Regions from separate parts of the Sus scrofa genome. Here region 2 is linked to region 1. A link is a contact called in public promoter capture Hi-C data. All regions are on one chromosome and are shown on one strand. The core of a region is the stretch at or near the end of the contact, and the rest is flanking DNA. Distances in the headings are between cores, read along the strand shown.

Region 1 (5,647 bases), core at 1,588-4,087:
TGGTCAGCACCAACAAGGGTCTCACAGAATTTTTCTTTAGCTCATTCAATACTGAATCATCAGTCTTTAATACGATCAGTAGAATTACACTCATATGCATCAAATGTTATGAGTATTGATTATTACTTAAGAATTAAGAAATGTAAGATAAGTGTCCTATCTTCAAGAAGCTTAAAATATACTTAGGGAGGTAACTGTAAAGAAATAAGATGATTGGTTCGATTCATGAGATGCATCACACAGCTTTCATTCCAGAAGTATTACTCTCAAGTTAACAGTATGTATAACAAAAATAAATAACACAATGGTAGTACATAATTATCAAATACTGTGAGTTCAGAAAAGGTCTTTATTTCTAAAAGATTTGGTGGGTGAGGAGACCCTGAAAACCCCTAAAAGCTACAAGATTTCTTTAGAATTACAAGATTTAAATGTTAGTCTTAATTCTAACAAATTAAGGTAGGTAATTCTACCAAAAACTGGTAGTGTGATGTTGGGCAAGTCACTACATGGGCCCTGACTTTTTCAAGGAGGGTGGACACTGATCTATGAATTTATCTCCTGCCAGAAACCTGACAGGGAGTTCACTTCAGAAGTCAATCATTCAAAAATATGGGCAGGGTGGATATTTTTCCACCAAACTGAAAGCATGGGTGGAATAAACACTGGTGGAGAGGGAGCCAAATGAGGAGCAGTGCTGTCTATGATCCCAAGGAGCAGATCACTTACAACAGATACTGTCACTGTTCTCCTAATTATGATTCTAGTATGCTGTCCATTTTTACATTCCCCATACAAGTCAGACTGAAACTCTCTTCATGTAACAAGCCTTTAGCAAATTCACAACTCTCATAAGTTAGGGTAAAATAAAGTTGAAGATATTTCACACATCAATTTAAGCAGGACGGGAGGATTTGCCATAAAGGCACTTGGGACTTCCAAGTTACAAGGATCCTCACTCATCCTAAATTGGAGACTGGAGTATTTCTTAAGCATTTAATGAAAGAACAATGAAAGAACTTTGGGATGAAGGGCTATATATTGTATGAAACTTGCAGCTTCTATGAAATACATAAGGATTTCAGATGCCGGAGAAAGTGAATGAAACACAATCTCATGGTCAAGGAGGTTCAGTTTACAGATGTGATGGAATATAATCTTGCCTTAATCAGGGAAGGGGCGTGTTGCTGGTAATGAATTTCTGGATTTTTCTTTTTTTTTTTAGTTTGATCAAATACCAAGATAATCATTCAGGCTTATGACAAAAAGGAGGTATACAAACTAGGGTGTTAAGACTAGATTTAAGGGATGGAGAAATGGAAAATAAAGATCCTCACACCAAGGGCAACCAGAAGATTTTTTTCAGAATTTCTAGATACTCTGGTTTCATTTGTAAAATGGGATTAATCCCATTACAAATTAATCAACATTACACTATATTACTCTAGTTAGAATCCTAGATTCCAGCATTTATAGTGGTAATAAGTGTAAACTGAGCTGAAGACTTTTTCTACTACAGAACACTCAAATTGACCAGTATTCTGGAAACATGTTCTTTAAGGAAAAACTCTCATTTCAGAAAACACCTCCTAGTACGACAGCACAGTGTCTGCTTTCCGAGTCCAGACCAAATCTACTGATTTGTCTCATTTAAACAATAAACCTTTTTCCAAGCTAAATAGATATATAACTTTTTGGTGCCAACCACAGTTTTTTAAAAGTACATTTTCAGGGTGGTGCTTCCGTTCCAACTAAACCAAGTTTTCAATTCCTTTGCAAACTTCCGGTTAAAGGTAGGAACAGTTCCCTTAGACTGCCACACCCAAAAAGTTCTCAGCACTTGACAAAGGCAATTCTTTGTCGGGGTTCACTGAGAGTAAAGCCTCACTTTTGAAAATAAAAAGCTCTCTGGTCAAGTTTTATCGAATGCCTTCCAGAACATGAAACAAACAGCAATAATTTTAAGAAATACTCACTTTCTTCACCTTTAGATATAAAACTTTGTGCGCTGAAGTTAAAATCTCACCTGAACGCTTATTTCTACTCCAAGTTCTGTAAAGAACTGACATACTCTTTGATAAACCAATTCAACTACTATAAAAAGAAACACTTTGGGAAACTGATATAACCCCAAGTCTCCACCCAAAAGGAATGTGGTGGTGTATTATGGAATTTTTCTGAAGCCGCAAATTAAACACCAAACCTCCCTTTGCCCAAATATCACTTAAAACAAAGTTCTAATTACAGAATGGACACTGAGCTGAGGAAGATGCTAATTTGAGGTGGTTATTCCAACTAAACGTAGCCACACAGCTGCAACAACAGCTGCAGCGGGGAGGTGCGCCGGAGTGGTGGTGGGGGAGGCAATGGGCTACAGTTTTTGCGCAAACTCTTGAATCCGGCAAGTTTACGTTAGAAACTAAACTTAGTCCCAGAGTCAGATCCGCGGGGCTCGGGTTTCCCAGGCCGGCTGTCGCCCAAGCTCGCGGCGCCAGCAGGCTAAGCCACATTTCCTGACCTCCAAGTCTGGCAAAATTGGCATCTGGGCCGTTTCCGGCCCCCGGCTTTTGATACTGGAGCTGGCCCTTGGGCTCGAAACCCACGAAGCGGCTGGTACATCTGCCCAGGTGCGCTCCCGGTACCACGGAAGCACCGCTGCTCATCAGCCGCCCCACGGGTATGCGGCCAGAATGAGCCCCAAGCACCACTCACCCTGCTCAGCCGCAAGAATCCGATTGCTTCGGGTACCCCCTCGCTGCCTCGGCTGCCGCTACTAACTCGCTTCCAATACCAGAGCCGCTACAATCCAACACTTCCGGCCTCCGCCTAGCGAACCGGAAGGAAGTCGAGTCACCATTCTGGGCTAACACTGTGAGCCTGGGTTAACGGAAGGGCGACGGGGCAGGGGTGTTGCCAGTATGCTCCAAGGGCGTAATTTTGACCGACTGCATTGCAAGAAAGTATCAATTGGGCAGCCTAGCACATAGAAAAACGTTAAATGGTTCATTGGGACTAATGACTAAGTTTTAGTCTTTTTTATACCCCCTTTTACAAAGTAAGCTTTTCTTTCCCCCCTTTTCTGTTGGCAAATGGGTGAGTCTCTCCTGTGGGTTTGCCCCTCCGCACATTCCAAAGCCCGGCTAGGGGCGGGGCTCGGCAGCCGAAGTCCTTGTAGGGAAATCGCGGAGATATTTCGCGGCTCACGTGAGTGGCCTTCGCCCCGCCTCCGAGTGCCCGGCCCCTGGCGCCGAGCAGTCCTGCGCCTGCGCCTGGGGCTCGCCTCAGGTTGACCTGGGAGTTTTTGGTTCTCCTGAGGGTCCAGCACGGCTAGCGTACCTCAAGATGAGGCCTTTAGGCGAGAGATTTGATTTCTGTGTACCATGTTATTTTATAAAGGGTCGCGCCCCTCCGTCAGGAGCAAACATTGTGAAGTCCCGGGGGCCCCCAGCGAAGCGGCCACTATCTCTGCCCCAGAAGGATCTCCTCAGGCCAAGGCAGGCGGAAGACTTATTCCCTCTTCAGAAAGTTTGGGGTTCTGTTTCCCACCGGAGCTTCTTGAGTCCCCGACAACAGGGAGAACCTGTCTCCATCGGGCTCTGAGGGAAGACCCGCGACCCACAGCGTGGAGCTTCCTAACCACGCCCATGCCTCTCAGGGTGCCTGGTGAAAAGAGTAAGAAGTCTGGCCTATAGTTTCTCAGTTCTCCTTTCCCAACACAGCTTCAGACACTGCGTCGCCCAATTCTGCCCTCCTCTGTCCAGTCTGGCAAGTGCGGCGACGAAGGAGTGGGCTGGAGCCCATGACACTCCAGGTCACCCCAAAGCCGGGCTTGGGAGCCTGGTCTGGCTCACCAGGCCAGAGCAGTTCTGAGGCTTGGGGTCCCCTCGAAAGCCGCTCTCACCCTGCTGACAAGAAAGGTAAAAGCTGCAGAGTAATGCACTCGGGATGTGATTAAGCTACACCTTCAAAGACCTCAGGAGCATTTCCTCTGTTTTGTTTTGTTTTTGTCTTTTTAGGTCCGCACCTGCAGCAGATGGAAGTTCCCAGGCTAGGAGTCAAATTGAAGCTGCAGCTCTTGGCCTACACCACAGCCACAGCCACACCAGATCCGAGATGCGTCTGCCATCCGAGCTACACCACAACTCATGGCAAGGCAGGGCCCTTAACCCACTGAATGGGGGCCAGGATGAACCTGCATCCTCATGAGTACTAGCTGGGTTCTAAACCGCTGAACCTTGGGAACACCAGTCTCTTAACCAATAATATATTCCAAAGTTCACTTAGAGGCCAAGTCACTGAAAAATAAGTAGCTCTCCTAATTCTCCAGAATAATTGAAACAAAGATGATTAGTTTACTAAACAGCTTTAATAGTGAGAATCCTTTGGAAGGGGGTGGCTACTATCTAAAAATACAAAATATTGGGTACTCCCATCTCGAACCTGCTGAATCAGAATCTTCTAGAGCAGGAGTTCCCGTCATGGCTCAGTGGTTATGAATCTGACTAGGAACCATGAGGTTGAGGGTTTGATCTCTGCCCTCGCTCAGTGGGTTAAGGATTTGGTGTTGCTGTGTCTGTGGCCAGCAGCTATAGCTCTGATTGGACCCCTAGCCTGGGAACCTCCGTATACCGCGAGTGTGGCCCTAAAAAGACAAAAATTAAAAAAAAAAAAAAAATCTAGGGCAGCTTCTGGGTAGCTGTCAATTTAACAGGGGTCCTAAGCGACTCTTATCACCAAAGGTGGGAACTCAGAGCTAGATGGCTTAGAGTCTAAGATGGGGCAGTGACACATTCCAGATGCCCAGGTCAGGGACTGCAGATGATGGGTCTTGGGGCCTGGCTTGGCATCCTGCACCCTGCAGTGCTCACACACCTCCACGGAGCGGTGGCCTGTCACCAGGGGGCGCTGGGGCTTGCACTTTTGTCCTTCATAAAGAAAACTGTCCCATATGGTGAAAGGGGCAGCTAAGTTTTCTCCTCATTGCGTCTGTCTGCCACTCAGTTGACAGGTATTAAGCAGCAGCTACACTGCCAAGCACTGTGGTGAGTGCTGTGCTTTTTATGGCTTTTGAAATAGAAAATAGTTGCTACCTCTGGGATGACAGGGGAGGGTGTAGAAAGGGTGCCAAAGGCACAGGGAGTGTCAGGGAACAAACGTGAAACAGATCATTACAGCAGAATTAGATAAGGTTTACAGAAGGAACATAGAGGAGGAAATCAGCCTCTCTGGGGACTTGTAGAAAATCCCACGGAGGACTATTGAGAGCTGATTCTGGAAGTCAGTGGGGAGGAGAGGAGAGGAAGATTCCAGCTAATGAGAGCAACTTGCCTGATTGGAAGTGATGGGGGGGCGGGGGCTGGCTGATTGAAGACTAGCAGGAATTGTGTGGTCCATGTTCATTCATTCGTTTATTTATTCCCCAATTAACTGTGGGTAGCAAAGTTTAGCAGTGAGGAAAAATAAAATCTTGATAAAATGGTATTCAAATTTCCAAATTATGTTTTGATATTCAATTTTAATGATTGGACCCACCACCAAAGACCTCTCACTCTGGTATCTCTGCCCTTTTGGACTTTACAGGAGATCTTTGCCCCGAGGTGACAATCTCCTTTTCATCTTCTCATTAAAAGTTTAGAGACTGAATAAC
Region 2 (5,918 bases), core at 1,548-4,047, 290 kb after region 1:
AAATTAAAAATGTGTTATGGCCAGTGGTTCCTTCTTGGGACAAAATTAAATAGGTCACATTTTTATCATAATGTTCATAAGCACTTACTTTAAAAAATATAGGTGGAGGAGGGAAAATTTAAGAAAACCTGATAACTTAGGTAGAGTTTGATATTTGTGAAGGTAGAAATGACAGGTAAAAGTAAATAACATACAGATTACCAAAAGGAACAATTCCAGTGAGAAATTTCTCTGTTAGCCTGCATCAGAGTACAGGGTTAGCGGCAGGGTTCAAAAATTCATGCAAAATCCCCATTCATTTTGAAAAAACTTGGAATTTATTTCTGGAGAGATCTAAGCCAAGTCTGGAGTGTGGTTGGTTTTTTTTCTCCAAGCATTGTAAGTGTTTTGATTGTTTTTTTCTAACATAGCTTCTTACACTTGCACACTTAAAGCTGTAAGACCCGCATGAATATTCCCCATTTAGGCAGAATATCTCCTCTTATAAGAGTGAAACTCGCAGAGTTCCCTTCATGGCTCAGCGGTTAACAAACCTGACTAGCATCCATGTGGATGTGGGTTTGATCCCTGGCCTCACTCAGTGGGTTAAGGATCTGGTGTTGCCATGAGCTGTGGTCTAGGTTGTAGACGAGGCTTGGATCATGAGTTGCTGTGGCTGTCACGTAGGCCTGTAAGCTGTAGCTCCAATTCGACCCCTCGCTTGGGAACTTCCATATGCTGAGGGTACAGCCCTTAGAAGCCAAAAAAAAAAAAGGAGGGGCGGGGGGGGGGCAACTCGAAGGTTTTGTTGATCATGGAGTTGAGTGTGTGCGGCCACATCTGTAATCTACTTTCCTAAAAGTCCCTGGCTTATCCCTTCCTCCTGGTTTTTTGTTGTTTTCTGGTTGGTTGGTTAGTTGGTTGGTTAGTTTTTGGTTTTTAGTTTTTTCCACCTAGGGTAGGAGTGGTGGAAGAGGTAGAAGAGAAGTGTTTTCTTGTCCTGGAGAGAAAAAACAAACAAGTACCTGATGTTTTGCTTTTGATGCACATAGCAAAGTTAGTTGTTGGTTTTTTGTTTTAAGAACTTTTTTTTAATCTTACTGTTAGTCCTTTAGTGTGGAAAGTATTGTGATAGTCTCAGACGTGTTTGGGTGATCTCTAACCAAGTGGATAATTATTATCTTATATTGCAGAAAAATTCATGGAGCATATCATCACTTACCATGAATTTGCAGAAAACCCTGGACTTATAGACAATCCCAATCTTGTCATACGGATATATAACCGGTAAACACTCTTGCTTTTATAATTGTTTAATACTCTTGCGGGTAAACAGCAATACTTCCAATTGCTGTTTTTAACTGTTGCAGTCTTTCTCACTGTAAAATATGCCATTTCATACAAATGAGCTAACAGGCAGTGACCTTAAGGTGACTGAAGGTGAAGCCTCAGCTTTATTTTCAAATGAGGTGTTAGAATGCTTTTTCTTAGAGGTTTTACTACATCTGCTCAGAAGTTTGGCTTGAAGCAAAGATTCCTTATGTGGCAAGAAATTTAGCCGATCAGCCCTTCATTGAGAAGAATGGGGAATTGTATATGGTGTTTTTAATCTTCCCTCTTCCGCCCTCTCCTTGCTCTGTGTAATGGTCTTGCACGATTTTTATCTCACAGTTACTATAACTGGGCGTTGGCTGCTCCCATGATCCTCAGCTTGCAGGTCTTTCAGAAGAGCTTACCTAAGGTGAGACCTTCCTCCAAGCATTGCCTCCTCAGAGATAGTATCCATAGCTTGTTGGGGCGCTTAGAAAAATCCACATGTGCTTATTTCTAAACTGGGTACTGTTCGGAGTTTTATTTATATTTTAAAATTAATATCATCACTCAGATTATCTCATGACTCCAAATCTATGAAATTAGCTGGGCTGCCATTTCTTTGTAGTTTTTACTTAGATATTTTACCAGTTTCTGATTGTTGAAAAGGTTGAAAGATTTTACTAATTTTTAATTAAGTATAGAATGAATGAAAACACCTCCTCTGTTAACATAGAAAGAGAGTGATGCAGCCCCAGAGGCATGAGTGTGATTAGTTCAGGCTGTGGCCAAGAGGCCTGTTACATGGAACCTCAAGGTTTGCTGGAGTCTTGTCCACCAGGGACACATCCTCAACCTAGTGGGGCCTCATAACTCGTTCCCGAGGGTGGAGAAGTGAGCAGCCCACCTGCCAGCCTCTCCGGGCTACTGCTCCACAGCCAGACTGCTGGTCTCATGCCATAGAGCTGCCACCAAAGAGGCCACTGTCCGTCTGTCCGGAGTTCAGGAGGTGTGGAGAGCATTGCCTCTGTTCAGTGTTAGGGCACCATCCTCTGGCTTAGTGGCAGAACGTAGTCCAGTGCTTTGTGACAGACAGGTGGCTAGACTAACCCATGTTGATTGTTTCCAGGCCACAGTGGAGTCCTGGGTCAAAGATAAGATGCCAAAGAAATCTGGTCGCTGGTGGTTTTGGCGTAAGAGAGAGAGCATTACCAAACAGGTAACCGACCCGAGGTAATCCTGTCCACGGGCTGAAAAGACGCGAATCTTTCATTTATTCAAAAAACCTTTTTGCCAAGCACAAGAACGTCAATTTGGGCTATATAACACACTCTTAGAATAATAAATGTCACCACTTATGGACAGTTAACCTATGCAGGTGTGCTGCTAGGTGCTTTAGATGCATGACCTTTCACCTACACTACAGCCTGACAGTGTGGGTGTGTGCATTCCTGTTTTACAGGTAAGGAAACTGGAATGTGAGGAGGTGACGTACCTTGACTAGGCACTTAACTGGTGAGGGATGGAGCTGGACTTTGACCTTCAGTCCAGTCCAGAGCCTGTGCCCTTTCCCCTGCACTGCTGTCCCTTCCACATAGAAGGCAGGGCTGGCCCTCTCCCTCTCACGAGGAGGAGGGCTCCTCGTCGCTGTTGCAGAGCCACAGGGTCTGCGCCAGTTGTATGATACCGTGTGACTTGAGCTGCTGCAGCTTCTTAACAGATCTTACCTCTGACTCTGTGGTGGTAGCTTTTTATGCCAACAGCATATGACTCCTCTCTCAGGTTTCTGGCCTTTGGCTCAAACTAGAGAAAGTCTGTTTCTTATGGGCTTTTAAGTTGTGCATTCAGAGGCAGTTTTGCTCATTCCTGGAGCGAGCTCCTGGTGAATTTCTGCTTGTCACCTAGGAGGGGGAATATTGCATGTTGTCATTATCGTTTTGCTGTCCTAGCTGCCAGAAGCCAAGGAAGGGAAATCTGAGGTGCCGCCACCCAGCGACCTGCCATCGAGCGTGAAGGAGCCGGCCAGCGGCAGGTGAGGGCGCCCAGTCCCCCAGCTCTCAGCAGTTGGCCACCCGTGCTTTGGCATTGCAGTCAAGTTGATTCTGACAGTTTTGCTTAATTCTTAGTCAGAAGTGCCTCCTTCCTATGGACGTATATGACAATCAGTGGCTTCATTGTGCTGCTCAGTTAGCAGATAATAACTTGTGCTTTTCTTTAAAAATACCATCAGCTTAGAGTAAATACATTCATGCCCTCTTCTTGCACACCTTGCTCCCATCCTGGAGCCCTGGAATGGGGCGGGCGCCCATGAGAAGGAGGCCTTGGGAAGGGACAGACATCTAGGGGAACCAGAGATGCACCATCGCATGCCCCTGCCGGCTGTGAGTCGCAGTGGTAGGTGTGACAGAATCTCTGATCAGTGTGGGTCTCTCCCACTCCCTGGAAGGCACAGAGCCACATGGGGGCCCCGGGGAGGTGCTGCCACATACCCCGTTCTTGTTTCTGCCCCCTGAGTTCCTTCCCAGTCATGTTCTTTTTTTCCCTTCCCATTCCCTCAGTCTTAGATTCATCTTCTTGCTCTTTGCCCTCTTCTTTTAAAATCGTCCTTGTTCATTTCTTAATCAGTGTGAACATTCATATTTTCTATAATTTATACGTTTTGGAACGTACATCCTTTTCAGCAAGAGCCAGCAGACTAGTAGCTGTCACGGGGTGTATGCAACGGGCCAGGCATGGAGGGAGGAGGGACCTGCAGGTGTGGAGACGGGCCTTGGTTGCAGCTCTTCCTAGAGTGGATTTCGGATCTCCTTCTTGATCCCAAATGAAAAGCTGTCGTCCGTAAAATGTCCCTCTGCCTCTTCATTAACTGGGTTGTTGAACAGGCCGGCCGAGGACGACTCGTCCAGTGATGAGGGGTCACAGGAGCTCGAAGAGTCCATCAAGGTGGACCCTGTCACTGAGGAGCCCCCGAGCCACAGCAGCACGACCTCCTACAAGAAGTCTCTTCGTCTTTCCTCAGACCAGATCGTGAGTTGTGTGTGAGCGTGTGGGTCCGGTTGAGGTAACTCAGGAACTATTTAACTCAACCTGCTTCCTTTTCTGTCCACTGGACCCCAGGCCTTACACACATTGCATGGTGTGTGGCCGTGGCCTTGCTCACACACATATGAGAGAACAGCATCCCACTCCCAGGACCACCAACATGACCTGGGGAACCGGGGCTTCCTGCACCTTCACACCAGGCCTCCCACCTCAGCCTCTGGGAGGGAACCAGCGAACCTGTATTCTCACCCTGTTTTCTGGATGAACCTTACACACACTGGGCCACACCACCTCCTAGAAGCCACAGCCATAGAGAATGACATTTTCTTATTAGATGCAGTTCCCACACCCTGACTTCAGTCGTTTTCAGTATGAAGTGGCCCGGCTGTGGCCTAGGGAAGCCCCAGGTAGAGGTGGGGCTGGGGCTTGTGTTTTGGGGGTTTGGGCCGCAGCCCTCCAGCCCAGTTCCTGGAGCCACGGAACGCTTGTACTGCCTTGAGCTTTGGTCCTCAGATGCTGCTGGTGGTTTTGTGAGTGTTCTGAGTCTATTCCAAAGTATTTTTCAGCTGATTTTCTGGGTTTTTTTTAAGTTATTGTCTTTATGTATTTCTTTCCATTCTTTTTTTTTTTTTTTTTTTTTTTGGTCTTTTTAGGGTTGCACCCACGGCATATGGAAGTTCCCAGGCTAGGGGTTAAATCGGAACTCTAGCCATTGGCCTACACCACAGCCACAGCAACACCAGATCCGAGCCGCGTCTGCGACCCTATACTACAGCTCATGGCAACGCCGGATCCTTAAAACCCACTCAACAAGGCCAGGGATCGAACCTGCATCCTCATGGATACTAGTCAGATTCATTTCCACTGAGCCAAGATAGGAACTTCTTCTTTCCATTCTTTATGTGTTTTCACACACACACATTTATATATTTTACTGATTAGGATCCTTTTCCACTTATATTGTGTTTTAAGCAGTCTCTCTCACCGCATGTTCTTGGAAAATGACTCAGTTGTGTGATTCCATCAAAGTCATATGCCATTAATACTCAAAACGTTCCCTCTGATTTTGTTTATTCTTATACTTTTTATAAAAGGCAAAACTGAAGCTCCAGGACGGCCCAAATGATGTTGTGTTTAGTATTACAACCCAGTATCAAGGCACCTGCCGCTGCGCAGGGACCATTTACCTATGGAACTGGAACGACAAGGTCATCATTTCCGACATCGATGGAACAATAACCAAGTAAGCGATAGCCTGTGGGGTGACAAGGAGAGTCCCTCACCTGGGCAAGTCCACCATTGGAAGAGTTTTTAAACTATATGCCCCGAGACATGCTGAGTACGTCCACACAGAGTCATTTTAAGGATGGAGGAGATGGGTGGGGTCATCCAAGTGTAATGTCAGAAGTAACTTTTGGAACACCTGAGACACTAGATCTCCAAATTCTTTTTTTTTTTTGTCTTTTTTTGCTGCTGTTGTTGTTGTTGCTATTTCTTGGGCCGCTCCCTCGGCATATGGAGGTTCCCAGGCTAGGGGATGAATCGGAGCTGTAGCCACCGGCCTACATCAGAGCCACAGCAACTCG

What was found. Promoter capture Hi-C pulls out the DNA fragments that hold promoters and counts their contacts.
Region 2: a contact with region 1 is called in a promoter capture Hi-C map of liver, with 8 times the contacts expected there. The contact joins the enhancer-like site here to the promoter of LOC733637 in region 1. A contact is called at or near these places in 3 of 5 promoter capture datasets (fetal liver, fetal skeletal muscle and liver), 18 of 47 Hi-C or Micro-C datasets (alveolar macrophages, brain, embryonic fibroblasts and 10 more) and 2 of 2 datasets of contacts at active chromatin or transcription factors (alveolar macrophages and skeletal muscle).

Annotation. Positions count from the first base shown.
Region 1 is chr6:103,421,953-103,427,599 of Sscrofa11.1, forward strand. LOC733637 (myosin regulatory light chain 2 protein) reads right to left here and starts at 2,838. Exons shown (of 4, transcript NM_001244251.2): 1 at 2,713-2,838.
Region 2 is chr6:103,716,139-103,722,056 of Sscrofa11.1, forward strand. It overlaps LPIN2 (lipin 2), which reads left to right. Exons shown (of 19, transcript NM_001141987.1): 9 at 1,173-1,266; 10 at 1,651-1,720; 11 at 2,420-2,509; 12 at 3,240-3,322; 13 at 4,173-4,317; 14 at 5,427-5,575. Among named protein-coding and RNA genes, the nearest start is that of LPIN2, 31 kb to the left of the region's middle. Within about 2 kb of position 2,798, at least 11 of the 83 cell types and tissues checked have an H3K27ac peak or open chromatin away from gene starts, as enhancers often do. A contact at or near this core is called in liver, where this site is marked.